Regions from separate parts of the Mus musculus genome. Here regions 1, 2 and 3 are each linked to region 4. Evidence: chromatin contacts called from public HiChIP or PLAC-seq and promoter capture Hi-C data. All regions are on one chromosome and are shown on one strand. The core of a region is the stretch at or near the end of the contact, and the rest is flanking DNA. Distances in the headings are between cores, read along the strand shown. Region 1 holds the start of Tbc1d22a (TBC1 domain family, member 22a). Region 2 holds the start of Cerk (ceramide kinase). Region 3 overlaps Cerk (ceramide kinase). Region 4 holds the start of Celsr1 (cadherin, EGF LAG seven-pass G-type receptor 1).

The links. Promoter capture Hi-C pulls out the DNA fragments that hold promoters and counts their contacts. HiChIP or PLAC-seq counts read pairs in DNA pulled down with a chosen protein or histone mark.
Region 1: a contact with region 4 is called in an H3K4me3 HiChIP or PLAC-seq map of embryonic stem cells, with 6 times the contacts expected there. The contact joins the promoter of Tbc1d22a here to the promoter of Celsr1 in region 4. A contact is called at or near these places in 13 of 39 promoter capture datasets (the 3T3-L1 cell line, the C10 cell line, the HPC-7 cell line and 8 more), 2 of 15 datasets of contacts at CTCF or cohesin (the NIH/3T3 cell line and large pre-B cells), 14 of 484 Hi-C or Micro-C datasets (the G1E-ER4 cell line, Th1 cells, Th2 cells and 7 more), 15 of 115 datasets of contacts at active chromatin or transcription factors (the 230-238 cell line, the SCID.adh cell line, T-cell acute lymphoblastic leukemia and 8 more) and 2 of 9 other capture datasets (adipose tissue and liver).
Region 2: a contact with region 4 is called in a promoter capture Hi-C map of pre-B cells. The contact joins the promoter of Cerk here to the promoter of Celsr1 in region 4. A contact is called at or near these places in 7 of 39 promoter capture datasets (the 3T3-L1 cell line, the C10 cell line, embryonic stem cells and 4 more), 2 of 484 Hi-C or Micro-C datasets (CD4 T cells and embryonic stem cells), 2 of 115 datasets of contacts at active chromatin or transcription factors (effector CD8 T cells and pancreatic cancer cells) and 3 of 9 other capture datasets (adipose tissue, liver and pancreatic islet).
Region 3: an H3K4me3 HiChIP or PLAC-seq map of the SCID.adh cell line shows a contact between it and region 4, with 10 read pairs. The contact joins the enhancer-like site here to the promoter of Celsr1 in region 4. A contact is called at or near these places in 1 of 39 promoter capture datasets (pre-B cells), 5 of 115 datasets of contacts at active chromatin or transcription factors (the SCID.adh cell line, double positive thymocytes and embryonic stem cells) and 3 of 9 other capture datasets (adipose tissue, liver and pancreatic islet).

The regions. Positions count from the first base shown.
Region 1 is chr15:86,212,421-86,216,015 of GRCm38.p6, forward strand. It overlaps Tbc1d22a (TBC1 domain family, member 22a), which reads left to right and starts at 2,039. Exons shown (of 13, transcript NM_145476.2): 1 at 2,039-2,216. The coding sequence starts at 2,155. It overlaps Gm22818 (a small nuclear RNA gene), which reads right to left and starts at 237; the gene lies at 134-237.
Region 2 is chr15:86,184,735-86,188,179 of GRCm38.p6, forward strand. Cerk (ceramide kinase) reads right to left here and starts at 1,407. Exons shown (of 13, transcript NM_145475.4): 1 at 773-1,407. The coding sequence starts at 914. It overlaps Gm15569 (predicted gene 15569), which reads left to right and starts at 994. Exons shown (of 3, transcript NR_155352.1): 1 at 994-1,050; 2 at 1,472-1,507; 3 at 1,918-2,462.
Region 3 is chr15:86,163,287-86,166,771 of GRCm38.p6, forward strand. It overlaps Cerk (ceramide kinase), which reads right to left. Exons shown (of 13, transcript NM_145475.4): 2 at 2,536-2,649; 3 at 1,682-1,804. Among named protein-coding and RNA genes, the nearest start is that of Gm15569, 21 kb to the right of the region's middle. Within about 2 kb of position 2,080, at least 10 of the 459 cell types and tissues checked have an H3K27ac peak or open chromatin away from gene starts, as enhancers often do. A contact at or near this core is called in the SCID.adh cell line, where this site is marked.
Region 4 is chr15:86,031,859-86,035,391 of GRCm38.p6, forward strand. It overlaps Celsr1 (cadherin, EGF LAG seven-pass G-type receptor 1), which reads right to left and starts at 1,919. Exons shown (of 35, transcript NM_009886.2): 1 at 1-1,919. The coding sequence starts at 1,912. It overlaps Gm34764 (a long non-coding RNA gene), which reads left to right and starts at 2,395. Exons shown (of 3, transcript XR_384307.4): 1 at 2,395-2,709.

The sequences.
Region 1 (3,595 bases), core at 789-3,288, 180 kb after region 4:
TGAAACCAAGATGTCAGCAGATTGTGCTGTCTGTGAGGGCCATTTCCCACCATGTCTACATAGACATCTAGGGTTGACTACTGGCTGCTGCCTAACACACACACACACACACACACACACACACACACACACACACACACACGAACATATTACCGGTTTGTGTGTCATCCTTTTGTAAGGACCATGCTAATCTCTGTATTATTCCAATTTTAGTAGGTATACCACTGAAGTGAGCACCCAATTTTTTTTTTTTTTTTTTTTTAGATTTATTTATTTATTATATGTAAGTACACTGTAGCTGTCTTCAGACACACCAGAAGAGGGCATCAGATCTCATTACGGGTGGTTGTGAGCCACCATGTGGTTGCTGGGATTTGAACTTCGGACCTTCAGAAGAGCAGTCGGGTGCTCTTACCCACTGAGCCATCTCACCAGCCCCATAGCACCCAATTTTTAATTTCCATTCTCCTGCCTCCCTCTTGAGAAGCTGGGCCATAGCTATGTACCACTAAAGTTTTATTTCAAAGAGCTCTCGAGGCAGTGCTAGGACATGATTATTAATCTTAGTTTTGCTAGGTCTCTCAAATTCTAAGGATTATTAGAAGTAGGATTCCAAGGAGAAGCCAAGGCTATGTTCCATAAGTTGTGCCTGAAGGGGTCACCTAGGACCTGTTGACATTGTCCCTGGTATTTCCTGAAGTTTCTATGCTTGTGTCAAAAGGGATTCCTAGAGAGCCCGGTATTGTCATCCAGACAGCAAACATTTGGGATGTACTATTTCAGTTCCTAAGGCTCCGGCTGTGCAGGAAATGAAGAGGAACAGGTGCCACCCCTTTCTGCAGAGTCAAAGTGGAGTCAGGTAGCTGCTGCAGTCTAAAAGGAGCTGCAGAAGGCTTTACTCTTAAAGAATGGGAACAAAGTTGAGATACAGGGCTCTAGGCCATTGACCCTGCTCTGAGTACTGAGGATAAGTCTGGCATACAACTGGGCTAAGCTATATAAGGTTCTTTAGTGTGATTTCTTGCATCCACCATGTGCTAACCCAACACCACTTTCAATATGTCTAGAAGTCTGGGTCTTGAGAATATAGTCAGGGCCTGGGTTAAACAGGAAGACCATATCAAAAGCAGAAAAAGTGCACGAGACAGCTGTCGTGAATATGTTTCTCAGTAGTAAAGGCCACAAGTTGGCATTACCAGTGTTTCACTAAAGCTCCGGCCTGAGATGCCAGCCTCTCACCCTTGAGTCTAAGATCATAGAAATTTTACACCAATCACGTAAGTAATTTCAAGTAGCTACACTACACAGCAAAAAGTGAAAGTAAACATAACAATATATTCTACAGAACCCAATATATATAAAGTATCATTTAATGTAAACTTATAATTAACATTTCCGTATTAAGATTTTTGGATCTTGAATGTATCTTACAATTAAGCACACTTTACTGCGGTCTTGGAAGCACGCAAGCGCCGGCAAGATGAAGTCTTCGTGTCTCCGTGCCTATTCGTTTTTCAGCTGAAGCCCAGGCAGATCCCCGCCATCGCTTCAGATGTGCTCCGGTGGAAGTCGCTTCCTTCACCTCACTGTGCAGTGTTTACTGATCCGGGGTCAATGCCCTGGCGATGAGGCTTGGACCACACTACAGCGGGAGAAGCTCTCCATCCTCCCGCTCGCCTGTCCGCCCGCAGCAGGGTCCCGATCTGCCTGTGCTCCTTCTGGTTCTCGGTACTTGCTGGTTGGCTGCGAGCAAATAAGACCGACTCGGACCCCAGACGCACGCGGCTCCGGAGTTCATGGCCGGGGATCAGAGGCCGGGATCCAGAGACCTCAGTCCGTGCCGCTCGACCCGAGCGCTCTCAGCGCCGCCAGAACATACGCAGCTCGCAGACTCCGCTTTCCTCCCTGCGCTACAGCCACGCACATATCCCAGCGTCGCCTTCTCATGGCGTCAAGCACTGCCCGAAACGAAGGCGGGACTTCCGGAATCGCCGAGTCACAACTTCCGGACGGAGGCGGAAGCGCCTCTCGGCTCTACGCTTCGGAGTCCTGGTGTCTCTGAGGGGGCCGCCGGGGCACAGGAGAGGGCCGCTGGAGGTGTGGCCGACCGCTCTCGGGTGTCAGGGTTGCGGATCTGAGGGATGAGGAGCGGCCATGGCCAGCGACGGGGCCAGGAAGCAGTTCTGGAAGCGCAGCAACAGCAAGGTCCCGGGCAGGTGGGTGTGACGGGGAGGACCCGGTCGGGGTCAGGGGTCAGAGGTCAGGTGGCCGTGCTGTCCCGTTGCAGTGCGGGTGGCGTAGGAGTCTGGGGAGGAGAACCTGGCTCCTAGGAGACTGTTGGGCTATGTGAGGGGCTAGGGGAGTCGGGGTCGGCAGTGGGCGTGTGGGAAATGAAAGGTGACAGTGGCCGTACCAATGAGCAAGGAGGACGAGGAGCTGCCCCAAGTGCTTCCAGAGCCTGGCAGGCAGGTTCTCTCCTGCGAAACTCCATGACTCCCTGGGGAAGCTGGAAGAAACTGACCCAGGTCATGCCCTGGAGAGTTTGGTTGAGTCAGGAAACTGGCCAGGGAGAGGCAGTGCCTGCAGGGGAGGTCGGTCTCTTCGGGGTGCATAGTGGTTTGAGCACTTGGGTTTTCGTCTGTCACATGTGGGCTGATGCTTTTCCTTTGAGCGTGGAAGCGCCTTGTGAATTTCTGTGGTCCCACCTTCTGGCCTCTGGACACCGGTCTTTTGACAGCAACAGGAAACACAGAATAATAATAAAAACACCTGGGTGCAGTCTGGAAGCTATCGAGCTCCAAAGTCCTTCTGTGATTGGTTATGTGGCCTGATGCCTCTCTAGGTCTTAGGGAGTGAAGAGACAGTACCCGGAAATGTATTTCAGAAAACTCCATCACAAGATTTCAAACATAGTTTATTCTGTTTTCTAGCCAAAGTCTCAGATATGAAATTTAAGATTCTAACATTAGCCACCTCTCCAGTCCTGAAGGTTTTGACATTGAGGTAACTTAAGTAGAACCATTCGTGAGCTCGGAAAATGGTCTGTCTTCCTGTGCTTCCTAAGAGACACCATTGTGTGAATGTTAAATTTGTAAACTCGGATATCCACTGTATTCAACCACAAAATGTGCTTTTCAAAGTGGCTGGGGCTTGGCACGGGTTACTGACTGCTGGGCCACAGTGACTTGGGAGATGGAGGAAGTCCTCAGAGGTACCCAGACACTGTATTTTTTACAGGACCTGGACTGGGCTTGCTTGAATAGTTAAGAACTTTTATAAAAGCTATTATTATAGTTTATGATGAGTAGAAGGTCCTACTGTGACAGGGATAAACACGTTGAGCCTAGTGCCAGATAAACAGAAGCATGTGGCAGTGTGACTTCTGTTGTTGCCTTCACATCTCGAGACTCAGTTCTTCTTCTTCCTCCTCCTCCTCCTCCTCCTCCTCCTCCTCCTCCTCCTCCTCCTTCTTCTTCTTCTTCTTCTTCTCCTCCTTCTCCTTCTCCTTCTCCTTCTCCTTCTCCTTCTCCTTCTCCTTCTCCTTCTCCTCCTCCTCTTCCTCCTCCTCCTCCTCCTCTTCCTCCTCCTCCTCCTC
Region 2 (3,445 bases), core at 157-2,656, 150 kb after region 4:
TGTCCACATACAATCTTCTGTAATCCTCCTTTTAAGGAGGACTGAATGACATCTTTAAAATCTCCGCCAATCCGTCGGCCACCAGACAACCTGCAGCAAAGCACCGGGGAGAGTGGCTCTAGTGTCCTTGCACCATTCCCAGTCACTGCGGGTGGGTTGCGTTTTTTCCCCATGCTGGCCTAAGCTACTCCTCTTTCAACCCTGAGGGCGGCTGAGCAGGGTGTACACTCCATCGGAAAGTCAAAGGCCCTTGCTCAACTGCCTAATCGCAGGAAGTCCCTGCCAGGGCCCCTCTGGGCTTCTCCCATAGAGAAACATGTGTATGTACTTGGGTTCACTGTATTGGACGAAGAATATGACCAGAAACCAGTCCTGTCCAGGTGTGCCAGCGCCATCCCGACGGCAGCACCAGCAACAGACCTCCCCCAGGGTCCCGCGGATGCTCCGGGATGGGGGGTGGGGGGCTGTGGACGTCCGCTCTTCCCCTCCCCCTCCAGCACCTCCAGAGGCTTTGTCATCCCAGTTCCAGGAGTATCTGGGCTCTCAGCACCCAGACGGTTCCCCGCCAGAGGCCGCGGAGTACTTAGACCGCCCGGCACCCGGGCTCTGCGTCTCGGATTCCCCGCGCCTCGGTATCCCGGGCGCCTCTCCCCGTGCCCCAGGTCTCCTCCCTCCGAGTTCCGCCCCATCCCAGCCTGCCCGGAGCGCTCGGGCTACGCAGGCCGGGGTGGATGCAGCGCCGGCCCCACCAGCCCGGGATGGCCACACTTACCGGCACCCGGCGCGGAGGGCCCGGGCTCCGGGCTCCGCCACCAGCGTAGCAGAGCCCGCGCGGGCTCCAGGCTGACGGCACAGCGTCGCCGTTTCACCCACAGCACGGAGTGCAGCGGCTCCGCCGCCCCCATTGCCCCCATCGCCGCCGGCGCGGCCTCGTCCGCCGGGCGCGGGGCGCGCGGACACCGGGGGGGGCGCGGGACCGTTAGCGGCCCCTGCAGTCTGCCCGGCGGTGACGCGGGGAGGCGGGAGCGGGAGGCGGCGCTGCGTCACCCGGTACGCAGAGAGGGTGGCGGGGACCCGGGAGGAGGCGACCAGGGTGAGGACAGGAGAAGCTAGACTTGGGGCCAGAGAAGAATCAGAAACAGAGGAGTCTAGGGAGCCTAGGATGAGGAGCAGAAAAGGCCTAGGAAGGAACGGGAGGGAGGGGTCAGAGGAGGGGACTGAGGGACCTGGCTGTGGGGAGGGCGGTCGGAGCGGCCGGGTGCCCTGAAAGACACTAGTCTGTCGCTCTGGCTGCCCCTGGGTCCTGCTGGGTCTGCACGAGCGACGGGGTAGGGAGGGCTGCAAAGGGACGGGCGGAGTCCCAGCAGCGCAGAAATGTTGCCCGGGCGGTCCTGGGCAGGCGATAGGAGGCCGTGGAACTGCTGGTGTGCGCCCAGGAGCGATTTGACCTTGGGCATCCGTCTCTTTTTAGGTCTTGGTCTCCTGGCGGCTAGCAAGAGTCCTGCAGGTTAGTCCCAGTAGGCAAAGGAAGGCTAGGATGGAGAGGACAGGGGTTACCTTCCAGGGGAGTGGAAGCTTCATGTGTGGATGGTTGTGGGTCTACAGCCACCAGAGAGACGGGAGAAGGCGTCTTCTTATCAGTCACCTGACTGTACCCTCCCAAACAGGCCTAGGGAACCGGAGTTGCTGCTCTTGATGCAGCTTAACATGGGACAAGCTGAACATATCCACCTCAGGGAGGTCTTCCTGGACTCCGTCTCCCCCAGCCAAAGCATCCCAAGACACAGCAGGGCAAAATTCAGCACTGCACTCATTGCATATCTACCCATCTTTGTGAAAATTCCATGGGCATGTGGGCTTGTCCCTTACTGGGTCTCCAGTGTCTAAAATGGTCTCTGTGCATAATGTGTTACTCAGATATTGGTTGCGTGATAGCATCTGTTCACATCTGACCAAGGAAGAGTCTCCTCGGAGATGCTAACTGGTCCAAGAGTGCAGGGCTCTGTGGTGTGACAGAGCTAAGCCTCACAGCGGAGTCAGCTTTCAAGAAGACAGGAGAGCCTTCTGCCCTCCCCCTCAGCTCTCCTGCTGTTGCAGACTGGGGTGGAGCTGGCCAAGTCTACCTTGCCTGTGCCTGGTACCAGAGGGCTAAGGTACAGGTCTGATCCTGTCGGTGCCCTGTGTCCATCTGCAGGGCAGGGACAACCATGAATCACTTGCTTCCTGGAAGCCCAGCCCAATGGTAGGCTCCCTGACAGCCCTGGAGTGTTGGTTAGGCCCAGGCAGAATCCTAGCCCCACCCTGGAGCAAGCTGGACCTGACCTAGCTCAGTTGTTAGTTGAAGCAATGGCTGTCCCAGCTCTTTCCTTTCACGGCTATCGGGATGAGGCTTGGGGAATGTGGACATGAAACTTCTTCAGAAACCTCTTGCCATTGCTGATGATGCTGCCTCTGTTACTGGTGAGGGGTTGTGTCGGGCAAGGGCAGCAGGGGCTATTATTATTATTAATTATTATTATTACTATTATTATTATTATTATTTTGAGACAGGGTTTCTCTGGGTAGTCCTGATTGTCCTGGAGCTCACTCTATAGACTCTCAAACTTAAAGATCCACCTCCCTCTGCCTCCCAAGAGCTGAGATTAAAGGTATGAGCCACCACGCCTGGAAATTAATGCAGTGTTTATATGTAAGTGTTTAATACCAAGAGGACTGGACTCCACCTTAGTCCTAGAGGAGTTCCATCCAGGAAGACACAGCCACACGGTCCACAAAATACTAAAGAACCTGAGGAGGGCCACCTGTGTGAATTATAGCTCACTAGTGAGAACCAGGATCCTGCAGTGCCTACCTCGGACTGAAGTGTACCCCCCTCCCCCATTTGAATTCTGAAGCCCCAAGCTTGATGCCATAGATAGTGGCTTATTTGGAGACAGAGCCTTTAAAGAGGTGACTCAATGAGGGCTTTTGGGGGCACGGGGAGGGGGGGCAATAGCTTGGTTCCTGGACAGAGGTTGCCACTTCTTCAAACACACTCATTCACATATGCGCACTTGCACACATATGAACACATGTGTACAAACAAATTAGACCATTAAGGGCCGGGTGTGGTGGCGCATGCCTTTAATCCCAGCACTCGGGAGGCAGAGGCAGGTGGATTTCTGAGTTCGAGGCCAGCCTGGTCTACAAAGTGAGTTCCAGGACAGCCAGGGCTATACAGAGAAACCCTGTCTCAAAAAAACCAAAAAAAAAAAAAAATTAAACCATTAAGGTAGTCTCAATTCAGGTCAACCAGTGTACTTAGTATAGGGGGGATTTGAACACAGATCCAGGGATGTGTACATAGAACACAAACTATGAGAAGCACCTGAGGAATGGCCATCTACAGGCCTCAGGAGACACCAGCCTGATTGGACCCGTGGTGTTGGGCTTCCTGGGTGTTAGA
Region 3 (3,485 bases), core at 830-3,329, 130 kb after region 4:
TCGGGGTGGGGGGAGGGGAGGAAGAGTGGAGACCAGAAAGCAGGAGAAACTGGGGCAGCACAGAGAGTAGTAGCCAGGGGACAGAGCTAGCAACAGAAGGTCTAGAAACTCAGGGTGATCTTAGAAGGTAGCAGCAGGGAAGCCAGTCCCAGGACAAACTGATTTTAGAAAACCAGTTCTAACCACCCTAGGGTGATGATGGAGTGTTTCAGCCAGGCATGGTGGCACACGCCTTTAATCCCAGCACTTGGGAGGCAAAGGCAGGCAGATTTCCGAGTTCGAGGCCAAAAAAAGAGGGAGTGTTTCATGAAGAGGCCCTGGAGTTCAGTTGTTTCAAATACCTTATAATCCAGTTTCTCTCTTTCTCTCTCTCTCTCTCCCTCCCTCCCTCCTGCTCCCTCTGTCCCCCCTTCCCTTCCCCCCTCATATTATATTATATTATGTGTGGAAGTGAGGAGACAATTTAAGGGAACTGGTAGTCTCTTTCTGGCATGGGTTCTGGAGATGGAAGTGAATTTATCAGTGGCTGCCCCCCTTTTCTCTTGTCCACACCCCCTTCCTTCCCCCCCAACCTTTCCCCCACCTCTTGTGCTTAGAGAAAGTCTCACTATGCAGCACGGGCCAGCCTGGAATTGAAATGCCCTGCCTCCCTCCCAAGTGCTGGGATCTCAGGTATGTGCCATTATGCAAATTTTTTTATAATTCACTTTAATTTGTTTTTGTTTCCTTTTTATTCCTTTAGTGTGTGTGTGTACAGCATGTGATTGCACATGTATGCCTAGCTCACACACTCCAGGGCACATGCAGGATGTGTGAGACTCAGAACACAGCTTGAAGGTCTTGGCCCTCTCTCTCCACCACATAGAGGTCTAGGGGGTTGAACTCATGTCTTCTGTGTGGGTGGCAAGTGTTTTTTACCCACGGAGCCATCTCAACGGCCCTACAATTTACTTTTTAAAATTCATATATCATGTGGGTGGTGGTGGCACGAACCTTTAATCTCTGCACTTGGGAGGCAGGAGCAGGCAGATCTCTATGAGATGGAGGCCAGCTTGGTCTATAAAGTGAGTTCTAGGATAGCCAGAGATACAAAGAGTAACCCTGTTTCAAAAATATTTTTTTAATTTTAAAAAATCATATACTAGTTTAATGCCCCAAAAGGTAAAAAGCTATTATCCAAGTCTAAAGCTGAATTAGCTGTTGCCTTTGTACGTAAAATTATAACATGACCCAGTATTACGGGTGCAAAAAGAACAAGCCACCATGTTTAAAGTGACAAGAAACTGGTCCCTTGGCACATATTAAACAAGGCACTGGGCTCTGCGGCACTTGAGAGGCTACACTCCCAGAAAGTAAGAAGTCGTTCTCCCACATTCTGTTCAGTCCTCATTTACACCTGGAAAATATTGGCACCCACCCCACTTACAGAGAAAAGAGAAAGATAATGAGGCTCTGGGGCCTGACGGATTTGCTTCAGTCTCCCTACTCCTAAGCAGAGGCTGGGCCAGGACAGCAGCTGCAGAGTCTATACCCGTCTGCTCCCCACACTGGGACTCTCTAAGCTGGAAACATAAAAACAAAGCAAAGGGATCCATCACGTCCACCTGGGTCAGGTCACTGAGTCCCGCGTGCCACCACAGCTGTGCTGCCTGGCAACAAATCCGAAAGCTCGCCCACGTACTCAGGCTCTCCAGCAGCCCACGGAGGGTCTGCAGCCACAGGTGACACAGCTGCTCGTCGGCGCTCCAGAAGGTCACCCGTGCCCACTTCCAGCGGTGATGTCGTACTCGCTTCACACGGTGGACTGTGTGAAAACCAACACTGGTTAGCAGCATCTACCGCTACAGAAGGGAGACCTCAGGGCTGGGAGTCTCTTTTCTCCACCCCTCATCTCACTGCAGGACTGCCCGGATGGCCAAACCACACCACCTTGAGGAGTTCAGTTGTGCTCCCTTGCAAAAGATCACCCCAGCAAGACTGGTTGACAGTTTACACCCCCTTTGTAGAGGCTCAGAGAGGACGGCAAGAGATCCTCACTTGAATAACCCGTTGCCCTGAACCATTGGGCAGTGCTGCGCATGGTCAGGGGGCGGGGCCAGAGTATATGGGGGGTGGTGGGGACTAAAGCTGAGGCTCAAGCTATGTGGTTATAAGAGAAACCCAGATCCCTGTTGGGTGAGGGACACCACACCTTTGTAAGTAAGTCCTCGTCTAGGCTCTGTAAAGAAGCCCGATAAATTCATCAGTTTCCCCAAGAGCGAACTTTGGTGCTAAATTGCCTGGGTTTGTCCTTGAGACGCTGGGAGGAGGTAGAATTTTAGCAACACAGGGAGAGACAGAGAGCCCTTTACATACACGTTTTCCCAGCCCCCAAAATAGATTTTGAATGATTGCTATCAGAGTCTGTGAAGATGAGCCAGTCACTGGCTTTGATAAGACCTTCTCCGAGGTCTTCATGGAGCTAACTGGGGTCGGGGGTGGGGTGGAGGGACAGGGGAGGGCCTGGGGAGTTGGCAAACACTGAGGCCCCCTCACCTGTGAATGCGAACGGATTTTCCATTTTATGCCATCGGCCACTGGAGGCGTGTTTCTCGCAGTCGTCTTTTTCCTCAACAGCGATGATCTCCGACACCAGTACCGAGCGGGCATCTACAAAGACACCACACTTAGATCCGAGGACCCATCAGAGCTACACAGACAGAAAAGCCTCCCCCCCCACCCCACCCCAAACTCCGAAGGCTGCGCATAATCGTTCCTACACTCATTCCATAACCCCAAACACAAAGGAAGGCGAGGGTTGACAAGATGGCGCTTGATGTCCGGCGTGAAATCCTGGGATCTGCAGGGTGGAAGGGGGAAACCAGCTTCTCCTGGTTGTCCTCTAACTTCCCCGAACACACCCTGGCACGCACCCTCTCCCAACAAATAAACAGCAATCTTTTTTTCTTTTTCTTTTTCTTTTCTTTTTTTTAAAGAAGGAAGGAAAGCAGGCAGGAAGGTTGGAGGTCATGCCACTCAGAACAAGAGGCAGCTTGGTGTCATCGGAGGGCAGACTCGAGCTGTGACCCTTACATGGTCTGTCTGTTCAGCTATTTAAGCCACAAGTGCTGATTGCTGAGTCAGCTATTGTACTATGTGAGGCGTGTTCTGGACGTGTTCTCTGTTCTGAGGCCTAAAGTGGCTCAGAAATCCAAGAGGGATAGAAGACACATAATAAAGGATGCCAGGGCCACCAAAGTATGTGAGAATCTGGGTCCAGTCTGTGGAGAAGTGTTCCAGGGAAGCTGGGCTCTGATTGGATGCAAGAAGATGGGACGACTTGGGCCCAGAATAGCGTGTTTTCTCAACCTGTTGATCAATACTTCTTTGGGTCATGTCTCAGACATTGGATATTACATTTCTTTATATATTTATTTATTTATTTTTGGTTTTTCAAGACAGGGTTTCTCTGTGGAGCCCTGGCTGTCCTGGAACTCACTCTGTAG
Region 4 (3,533 bases), core at 669-3,168:
CAGGGTTCTCAGAGTCGACACTGCTGCCCCCCACGATAGTGGAGGCTGTGTCCACTAGACGGTACTGCAGCCTGGCGTTCTCCCCTGCATCTGCGTCCACCGCTTGGATGTGCAGGACTGAGTGGCCGAGGGGCACATTCTCTAGCACGGCAGCCTGAAAGGGGCTGCTCACAAAGATGGGCGCATTGTCGTTCACATCTAACACCTGCACCGAGACCAGTCCTGAGGAATTAATGAGAGGAGGCCGGCCCCCATCCTGGGCTTTGATGCGCAGGGTGTACTCCCGGATGGCCTCGAAGTCCAGCGGGTTGATAACATCCAGGCTCCCACTAAGCGAATGCAGGTAGAACTGACCCTTCAGGTTGCCACTAACGATGCTGTAGTGTATGGCTGCATTCTGCCCCTGGTCCCGGTCAGTGGCCTGGACTCGAAGCACAGCCGTGTTGACGGCTACGTCTTCTGGGACTTGAACCACATAGCGCTTCTCACTGAACTGGGGGTAGTTGTCATTCTCGTCTTCTACCACTATGTGGACGGTGGCTGAGGCACTGAGTGGGCCTGGATTGCGACCCTGGTCATTGGCCTCCACCAGCAGCTGGTACTCAGCCGCCTCCTCACGGTCCACCACAGCCCGTGTGCGCACGACACCTGATCGTGCGTCTATCTCAAAGACACCACCTGCGCCCTCCAGCAGACGATAGCGCATGTTTGCGTTGGAAGGGGCATCCCCGTCGGTGGCACGGATGGTCAGAACCTCATAGCCCACCTCCAGGTTTTCTCGAATTCGCTCTCGATACTCAGACTGCTCAAAGACTGGGCTGTGGTCGTTAGTGTCACTGACAGTTACGGTGAGGTAGGTGGCAGCTGAGCGCCTCGGGGAGCCGTGGTCCACAGCACTAACTTTGAGTACATGAGTGTCCTTGGTCTCCCGGTCCAGGGAGCGGGCTGTGGTCACTGCACCCGTGGCGGCATCGATGAGGAAGTAGCCATTAGAGCGCTCATCGAACAGCGCCTCCATCTGGTAGCTAAGGCGTCCTGCATCGCCTTCGTCTGGGTCGTGCGCGCGCAGTTCGATGACCGCAGTGCCCGCAGGCTCATTCTCAGGCACTGACACCTGGTAGCTGGGCAGCGGGAACTGCGGGCTCGTGCTGCTGCCCGTGCCCCGCCTAGACCGTCGCACCACCCCCGCCCGAGGTTGGGACAGGTTAAGCAACGATGGCGACACCGAGGGCGACTCTGAGGGCGTCCCAGAGGTCGCCTCTATTACCAGCTCTACCCAAACGGCGCCTGCCGCGCGTCCCAGGGCGCACACCAGACGCAGCTCAGCTGAACCTCCTGGCCGCAGGCAAATGGGTCCGCGCCTGCAGCCGGTCCCGGCGACCGGCGGGCAGCTGCAGGCGGGGAAGTTGGTGATGGCCTCAAGCACCGAAGTCAGCGAGGCTGCGCCGCCGCCTGCGGCCGGGAAGCAGAGCGCATCTCCAAGTCCAGGAACTGAGCGGACGGCCGGAGAGCGCAGCTCTGCACCGCGGGCCGAGCGGCGCAACAGCCGGACCCCACAGCGGGCACCATAGGCGCGTGCCCTTAGTACCAAGCTCGGGGCCGTCGGGGCGCCGCGGGCGACCAGCCGGACCTGCAGCGGCAGCAGCCTCCCGGCCAAGCGGGCACAGCCCAGAGTCCCCGCGCCAAGCCCAAGCCTCCGACCGGCTGCTGGCCCCTCGCGGCTCACGTCCAGCAGCTCCCGAGGCGTGCGCGTGGTGTCCAACCTGTAGCTCCAGCCGGGTCCGAGAGCGAAGGCGCGGGCCCCGCCAGGCACCCGCAGCTCCCAAGCGGCTGCTCCCAACTCCAGGGCTGGCAGGGCGGCGGCGGCCAGCAACACCAGCGCGGGCAGCACGCGCGGCGATGACGGCGCCATGGCCCGGAGCCGCAGCCCGAGCCGGGCGCCGGAGCACAATCCATGCACCCGGCGCACCTCCGCATCCACCCGGCGCGGCCGGGGGGCGGCTCCCGCGCGCCCAGCGCCGGGCCCTCGGGGCGGCCCGCGCTCTGCCTCCCCGGGGGCCCTGGCGAGGACACCGGGGGCCGCGCGCCCGGCCTCCCGCTCAGCTTCCACTTCGAGAGCACTTTGCGAAAGTTTGCCAAGTTGGTTTCAAGATGGCTCCTCCGTGCGTCCCGGGAGGGCGCCGCGCATCAACCTGCAGCAGCGCCGGCTCCAGGCGGCTCCAGGTGGCCCCAGCACCGACTCTGCTGGGCGGGCGTGGGAAGCTGGGCGGGCCCGGGGCGGGGCGGGGGCTGCGATCACCACACCGCCCGCAGACCCTGGCGACGGATTGCTGGCTAGGCGGTGTGCTTTGCCAGCGCCCCCGCCACTCTCTCTCTCTCCCCGCCCCCGGCCCCGCCCCGCCCCCTCCCAGTGGCTCATTGTTCAGCCCTGGGAGGGGGAGGATGATGGGGAGGGAGCCAGCCAGGAGGTGCGCGCCCCGATGATCTCCATGGAGACGTGGGGGCGCGGCCCTAGCGGGGCCTGGCCTCCAGCCCCTTCCCTTTCGGTCTTGGCACCCAACATCCGCAGAGGACCGGGCCCTGGGAGCGTGGCGCTCAACTACTGCTCTAGAGTCCCGGGCCGCGGCTGCTAAAGAGTCCCTCGTACAGTTTCCTCTGGGCCGAGTGCTGTTCAATCCTCGCATTGCACCTGATAGTGCAGATCTATGAGTAAGCCACCCCTGGCGTCGAGAGAGTTAGATCTAGAGTTCCAAGATACAGAGGTGCTAGAAAACTTCGGTAGAGTCGTGGCGGTGGCAGGGGACTGGGAGACTGTTAGACTCCAGCCTCGCGGGAGCTCAAATGCTTAACTCCAAGGAGTTCCTTGGATTTTGAAATCTCATGGGCAGTTAACCGGATTCGGGTTCCACTTTGTTTAAAGTGCAACATTTAAATTGGAAAGAAAAATAATGTAGTTTGGAGGTGACAGTGGGAGGGGCCTTGTTCCCCAGAACATGCTGTGGGGCCTGAACATTGGTGGAGGAGACCGTCTGTCACCAAACCCCTAGTTACTGCCCATCAGGGGACAAGCAAACACTGAGGGGGCAGGATCCGTGAGAACCTGGGGAAAACCAGAAGGGGGCTGGAGAATCACTCTCGCCCTGCGTGAAAGGGTGGGGCGTGGCTTCAGAGCCGCAAGACCGAGCCTAGATTCCAAAGGAGCACACCTTAAAGGCGGTGCTTCCGAACTAGGGAGGGGAGAGGCGGACCTTTGCAACATTTTCCCCACCTCCTTGAAAGGGGCCCAAGCCCACTGCAGCCTCAGTCACGCATGGACACACTGGGCAGGCCTCTTGCCTTTGAAAGATTTCTCCTGGGATCAGTTGGAGGAGTGGGACCCTGAAGGCTGCTTGATCACCATCAGAGTTGGGTTTTCTAGGCAGTCAGGGCCCAGCAGGATGACAATAGGACAATAGGACACAGGGTCGCTTTAAAACCTGTGGGGGGGGGGAGTTGGGGGGGAGCTGGAAAGATGGCTCAGTGGTCAAGAGCAC